2 separate regions of the Triticum aestivum genome follow, and region 1 is linked to region 2. Evidence: chromatin contacts called from public Hi-C data. All regions are on one chromosome and are shown on one strand. The core of a region is the stretch at or near the end of the contact, and the rest is flanking DNA. Distances in the headings are between cores, read along the strand shown. Region 1 has its middle 190 kb from the start of LOC123120493. Region 2 holds the start of LOC123120490 (protein DETOXIFICATION 44, chloroplastic).

What was found. A called contact is a pair of places that touch in the nucleus more often than the background predicts.
Region 1: a Hi-C map of leaf shows a contact between it and region 2, with 6 times the contacts expected there. The contact joins the enhancer-like site here to the promoter of LOC123120490 in region 2. A contact is called at or near these places in 1 of 5 Hi-C or Micro-C datasets (leaf) and 1 of 1 datasets of contacts at active chromatin or transcription factors (leaf).

The regions. Positions count from the first base shown.
Region 1 is chr5D:247,833,912-247,837,539 of IWGSC CS RefSeq v2.1, forward strand. No RefSeq gene overlaps it. Among protein-coding and RNA genes, the nearest start is that of LOC123120493, 190 kb to the right of the region's middle. Within about 2 kb of position 2,285, at least 2 of the 8 cell types and tissues checked have an H3K27ac peak or open chromatin away from gene starts, as enhancers often do. A contact at or near this core is called in leaf, where this site is marked.
Region 2 is chr5D:247,544,112-247,547,982 of IWGSC CS RefSeq v2.1, forward strand. It overlaps LOC123120490 (protein DETOXIFICATION 44, chloroplastic), which reads right to left and starts at 2,207. Exons shown (of 16, transcript XM_044540494.1): 1 at 1,717-2,207. The coding sequence starts at 2,070.

The DNA.
Region 1 (3,628 bases), core at 1,035-3,534, 290 kb after region 2:
AAATAAGGCAAATCTTTTGCCTTTGTTAAAAAATCATCTACTACGGTCACACTCTGGTCACATCGCCTAAGGTAGGCCAGCCTAAAGGAACATCTCGGTATGTGACATGATTTCTTGTCTGCTCTCGTGTCTTGACTCTTGTAAAACAAAAAATATTCAGATGAAGAATCTTTCCCTCTCCCAATGACCATTTTTCTTTAAATGATAGCAGGACGACCCTCGAGGTCCCCGTTGCAGCTCTAAAAAATGAATTGTTCCAGCTCTAAGAAATGATTTATTTGCGGTAAAGCTGGGCATAATATATGACTCCAGTGCTTAAAGCAACTCCAAAGGGCCGCCCCATTCATCCGCCTGCGTCCGTTTGGGTTAGCGCGGATAAAAATTGCGGCCCAACTCATCGACCCAAATCCAAATCACGTCCGCTTCGCGTCCGCGCCGACGCATTTGCGGCCCGAATGCGTCGGTGCGGACACCGAACGGACGCCACGCGCGCCTTCTTGCTGTCCGCCGCGTCCCTATTTGGCGGCCGTCCAACTACCCGCTGCCCACGCGGTCGGCTTAATTTATGACCACGGGGCCATGTGTCAGCGACGGCGGTCGTCTTTTTTTAAGCCGACCGTGCGGCGGGGCCGTCCTCATCCAAACTCGCCGTCCACATCGAGCAAGCTTTGCTCCCCCGTCGCCGGCAAACCTTAGCCACCACCACCACAGCGAGATGGGGCTCTTCTCCGGCGCCAGCAGCAGCAAGGCCAAGGGCAAGGCCCCCGCCATCCCTTTCCCCTCGGAGTTCCTCCCGCCTCCACCGGCGCCGGCGCCTCGCCGGCAGAGGCAGCGCGTGAACGTGCCAGTGCACCAGGCGGAGTGGCACTGGCAGCACCGCGTGCCTCTCCCATACCCCGACGCCACCCTGCCACACGACTGGCATCTGGATCCAGATAGGATCCCAGTGCCGGCGGCGCCGCGGTCGGCTAGGGCTCACGCAGAGGAGGTGCGGCGCCGGCGGGCACTGCTGACGCCGGAGCAGCGCCGCGAGGCCGCCTACGCCGCCGACTCGCCCAACTGGAAGCGTTGGTTCGCCTTCGAGCACGAGGAGGCGAGGCGACGCGACGTCCGCGAGGTCGGCCGCACCGTGCTATCGCCCCCGCTCATCGTCCGCGAGGAGGACCAGGTGGCGGAGGACGCCTACCAGGCGGCCCTTGCGGCCGTCTACCGGAAGAGCGAGGAGGACGAGCGACGCAGGGCAGAGGCGGCGGAGGAAGAGGAGGCTCGGTACGAGGCGACAATGGCACAGGCCATTGCCCTCTCCGCGGCGGGTGACTGCGTGCTGCCGCCGGTGGCCCCGCCATCCCCTCCCCGACTCCGCGTCAAGCCCGAGCCGGAGCCGCAGCCGGAGCCAGAGCCGGAGCCATCCCCCATCGAGCGCTACTCCTGGACAGGAGTAGTGCGCGAGTGGGTCCGCGCGCCGCCGGTCTGGGGGGGCGACGCCGGGGCAGGAGGCGGCGTACCTCGAGCACTGGCGTCAGATCCGGGTGGCCGAGGAGCGCCGCGACGGCGAGTACCTCGAGATGCTCGAGCGCGACCTCGAGGAGGAGCAGCGCGAGGCCGAGGAGGAGGCACGCCAGGCCGCGGCTGCACAGGTGGCCGCACAACCCCCGCGACAGTCCGGCGCCGACGCTAATCGACCTCACGGACCCCAAGGACGACGACGACGCCTAGGGCAGCGCGCCGCCTCGTAGTTTCGGTTGTTTTTATTTTTCTTAAATGCAAATGTGGACGCCTGAACTCTCGCCGGCCTTCGTGGCCGGCTTTAATGTTTAATTAATTGTATTTTTTTAAATATGCATGCGTTCTTTTTTTCTTGCGCCGTTAAAATGGGTCGGGCCAATGTTGAGCGCACGCGCCGACCCAAACGGGAAAGCGGACATCCGTGTCCGCTTGACCGATCCAGATGGACAAAATCACCGTTTATTTGGGTCGACTCGTTAGAGTTGCTCTTAGCGTTGAGCTGCTGGTCAAAGGGATTGACAGTTGACAGGGGAAAATAGCGGAACTATATGTAATATCTGGGTTAAAAGGAAAAATAGTTATATGATAAATGAGTCACCTCGGACGGGAAGCTGCTGGATGCCTGGGTCTAGGGATGGAAGCGGACGCGCCTGCGCCGTTCGCGCAACTGGAAATGTACTAATCTTCATTACTTTGGTAATCGTGCTACTGATCATTTTACCTTTATGGACCAACGCGAACATGCGAACGCCGTTCGCCTGCATCCCTACCTGGATCCGACAGCTTCGCGCGTCGCCATCAGACGGATTGCGTGGCGGCCTATCACCCAGGCCGACGCCTACCGTTGATCGCTGCTTATAAAACTAAAATGTAGCAGATCCTTCCACCACCGACGTCTACCTGGCGGTGAAAGGAATCGCGGCGTTCGCAGCCGCCGGCTATCGTTTACAAATTAACATCAAGCTTAGTTAACTTTTCCCAAAGATGAATGAGATGTTTTGAGTTTTTAAAACGTATGAAGACAAGGTGGTCGACTGGGCCTTATAAGCACACTAGCCAACCAAGCTCTTTTTTTTTTTTTTTGCGACAAGCCAACCAAGCTCTTCGACTCTGTTAAATCCTCTCAAGCAAACGGTATACGAATTTAGCGATACAAACTTTATATATCGTTGAGCCAACCATTGATAATTTGAATCGAATGTCGAGTTTAGCGTCTTATATTGTCGAATCGAATCAATGCACGCAGATCCTATCGGGTCGGTGGACCAACTTTGTTCATCTCTACATACATCTGCATCTGCAATTTTTCATTCATTGGCCGCTCATGGAGCGGTCGACATGCATGGATTCATGGCTACGTGTATATCCATTATTGAGTGGCTGCATCATGCATACGTACGTACGTACTATAACTACAAATATGCAACAAAACCAAAAGGCACAAGGTTGTCGGCGAGGGTTCACGAGCGGATCCCTTTGCTGCAATCAGAAGAAAATATATCGCAAAAACCAGCGTGCCCGGAACATGCGGTGATGCGCTTCAAGCCTTAGCCGCCAGCTGTGTCTCCGCCTGGCCCGGTTGGAACTGGATGACTTTATTAATTTACATTTTTGCACATACACCCACTTCTATAAAAGCATGCACATACACCATACTCCTATGAGTACTTTCAAAAGAGTGAGACGACACATCACCTTAAGAGATGACTTCGTAGTCGACGTCTCCTCGCACGGAATGCACATTGCCGGAAGGTCTCAAATAAATTCATAAAAATACGACCACCAATGTCAAGTATAGTACTTGAATCCTGGTGAGTTGGTTCCACCACAAGAAACCTAACCATTTGAGCTACGCTCAGTTCGCACTTGATCAATTTATTGGTCTATGGTAATTAATTAGCACATCAGGGTCATGGGAGAATATGGGGGCATCCGATTGGATATGTTTTTTCTCTCTCTCATGTCACATGTTTGGGCTTTGTCCTAGCTATCCGCCCGGGCAAAGGAGGACAAAGTGGAGGGTCCGGTTAGAGATGCTCTAAGAAGGGCCCAATGGGAAGGGAAAAAAATACAACAATGTTGACAGAAAAATGGCAAATCATATAGATAGGCACACAATCGT
Region 2 (3,871 bases), core at 957-3,456:
GTCCTGCCAACCATTTTTGCAACAAAATTTGCAGCCCATCAAACGTATGGGGGCAGCCTGAAGGAGCTTCTGGTGGTTGGCTTTGCGCGCGGGGCACGCGTTATAAATATGCTGCCTCCTATCGTTAGTTCACATGGATTGACAGGAGCTATTCAATGTTTTGTTTCAAAAAAAATATGCTTTGGTCAGCATTATCAATACAGGAAATATATTAACGTTGATGCGGTGTAGATAAATTGATATGTGCGGCCCTTGTACACAAACCGCACGAATCACGTGGCAACGGCCGGGGATGATACCATCCTAGCATGGCACCATTTGCACTCATGCATTTCGGGAGTAGTATGTCATATAGGAGTATTTGGTAAGGTGGAGGGCGTGGTGTAGAAGAATGGCAGGTGTGCGTGCTGGTAGGTTGGAAGAGAAGAGGAGACAAGCATCAAGTTAAGTTGGACGAAAAAGATGGAGGCAGGATGGGCATGACGACTTGGCATGCATGGATGCCATAACCTTTTCTTTGGGTTTTATCCATCGTTTTCTCTATCTCTATTTATTTTTGTCTTGTATAAATTATGGGTTTAGATGTGCTCTAGTTATTGTACATCTAAGTGACTTAACTAAACATAAAAGAAAAAGAATAAAGGATAAAGAAAATACTTACACGAATCTCCGCGTAAGATCAATGACGTAGAATTTAGATGTGCAATACTTATGGCACATCTAAATGTACCTTAGCAAGTTACAGCTGTTGGTGGTGGTGGTGAGTTTCCTCCCCCACTTCACCGGTTCGTCCCAATCTCCCTCATCCATCTAGAACCAACCAAACCCCTCCATTTAAAAAAAAACATATATTGCAATACAATTGAGTTTCTTCTCTGGGGTGTTGCACGTGCATTGGCTGTTATATACTGATTATCTTTCTTTTTGGGTTCCGTAATAATTCACGGTTGCTATACTAGTCTTTTGGAAAAACAAAGAAGGGCAGCAGCATTCTGGTGGTTCAGTGAGTCACGCATGATTGATGCTTGCCCGGACGCCGTGTTGGTTAACAGGGAGTATTAAAATTACTACTTGGCATAATCTAGGTAGCTAGTCTAGAATGTCAACGATTCCTGTCACCTACATCGCCCTCCAACTTTGTCTGGCTAGCAGGCGGGCCCACATCTCAGCCACAAAGTCAAAGGGCAGGCAGTATACTCCGAAGAGTAAGCTCGGTACAAGTTGCTTGCAGTTGCAGACTTGCAGACGAGTGAAGTGGGAGTAATTCAGTTAGCAGCCACACAATCGCATGCCGCTGGTAGAGACGACAAATAAGCGAGAATGGCCGGCCGGGAAAGCCATCTGAGGCTGGCAAGCAAGAGTAGCAGCCGTAGGTCCTCAAAATAAACCTGCGGCCCCGGAGGATGGTCGACGGCAGCCACTCCCTTGGCTCCAGCCTTTCCCTCTGCATCCTTCCACCTCACGTGTGTGGCCGTGGATGGCCGACGGCGACGGGCGCGTACATCAGGCATCATGTACGATGGATGCCTTTGCCATAGATGTGCTGCTAGCGACGGCAGCAGCACCGGGGATCTGTTCTCCAATGGATGATGGCTACGTGTAACTTTTGTGACAGCGTATGGCATTCACTTAACCAACAAGGTAGATAGCTACATGCATGACGAATGAATGAGCATGGAGATACGTTAATGGAGATGAGGAGAGTAGGGGACGAACCGCGGGGTAGGGGAGGGTGGCGGCGAGCGTGGAGGAGGGGAGGAGGATGCCGTACTGGAGCGCGTAGGAGGCGAGGCCGAGCGCGGCGGACAGGAGCAGCACCGCCGGCAGCGGCATGTAGAGCAGCGCCAGCCCCGAGGACCAGCCGAAGGCCTTGCCGAGGTCGGAGGCGGTGGCCAGGTAGTTGAGCGACTGCTGGGAGACGCCCATGGAGGCCTTGAGCGCCGACGAGTAGGCCGAGAAGTCGAAGTTGGTCCCCGTCAGCGCCTGCACCCACACCGTCGCCACCAGCACCGCCCACCGCCGCCACTCGCCGTCATGGTTGCTGCTCCGGCGGCCGAAGCTGCTGTCCATCGAATCAACCGGCCGTTCCCTCTCTCCCCTCGACCTCGACGGATAGGGATAGGACAGGAGGATGCTTCTTCCTCCGTCCTTGGTCCTTCCTTCCTCTACTCTCCCGGCCTTTTCCCCTCTCGCTTCCTATATATACCCTGTGCCGTGCACACACAGGAGAGCGATTTATGTTCGTCCTCGCTTAGCTTAGCTAGCCCAGGCTGCTACGTTAATCAATGGTCAAATCACGGATGACTCCAGAAACAAAACAATTCGTGTCCCCCTCAATTCCTCTGTGTATACACGTAAGCAAACGCGAAACCGTGGGTGCTCTTGGCCCGGCTGCTCATGGACCATGGGGCTAATAATACTCGCTGATTGAAGATTCAGTTTTCCTTACTAACGTACTAATCATGCATACGTACTGCCTAGCGCATATGCAACCAGACCAAAAGGAAATCATGGAGCGGGCGTATATATTGAACTCCCTCCGTTTAGATTATTAGTGATCAATGATGTAAACATCCTTATATTTCTTTATAGAGGAAGTACTATGTATAGTACTATAAATCTGCCGACCTCTGTGACGCTCTACCATCCATCTTTGGCCCATCCCTGTGGGCGTGGCTCCATCTGGCTGGCCAGCGAGCGGTCGTGATGCGTGCATGTGTGTGGTCGTCGTGGGTGACTGAAAGCCAGCGCAGGTGCAAACTCATGATTAATCTATGCCACGCCAGTATGCATACATGATGTGTGTCATCGTTGTACTAGGTAGGACATTTAGAAAACTCATCATACTTAATCAAGGATTTCGTCTGGTTACGGTCGTGCCAAACCAACAAACAAGGCGCAGGTGCAAAGTGCAAACCACAGCGGGACAAACCAGCGCGCGCAGAGCATATGCATTGTATGCCAAAAATTCACACGGACATACTCCCTCTGTAAACTACTCCTTTCATTTCTAAATATTTGTCTTTTTTAGAGATTTTAAATAGACTATCACATACGGATGTATATAGACATATTTTAAAGTATATATTCACTTATTTTGCTCCGTATGTAGTCATTTGTTAAAATCTCTAGAAAGACAAATATTTAGAAATGGATGGAGTATAATAAAAGCGTTTAGATCATTAAAGTAAACTAATACGAAGGAAGTAGATAAAAACTAGGAATGGAATACATCATAGTATATTTTTGTACTAATATTTGGCCCATCCGTTCTTCTACGTCTCTTTTCTCTAATGTTTTGTCTGTCCCTTTGTTGTCCTCAATCGGTGCCTCTTTTCAATCGGGTTTCTATCCGTTGTTCTTGTACCTTTTCTTCCTTGGTTGATCTGCTGCAGTGTAACGTTGCACCGCTCTTCTCTTTCATGTCGTATGTCTATTTCTTCCGCTCCTTTGATCGTTTTCTTCCCAATTCCTTTTACATCGGTTCAACTATCTTCGTCTACATGTTCTGTCGCATTGCAAATCCATCCCCTGGTTTCTTGGATTACAATCCATTAACTCTGCCATGCCCTTACTATGGTACGACATATTATGCCATCTCACACATAATCCTCGTTTTGTTCTAACTTTTTTAGTTACACATTCTTTCAACCGCAATGTTTGTTGGTCGGCAACCGAAGCGGTTGTACATTGAATCGACCGACCCCTTTCCCCTCTCTCCTCGACGGATAGGGATAGGACAGGAGGATGCTTCTCCCTCATTCCTCTCCTCTCCCGGCCTTTTCCCCTCTCCCTATATATACTTGTGCGCGAGAACAATGATGTTCGTTCTTGCTTAGCTAGGATGCTATTTTAATCAATGGTCAAATCA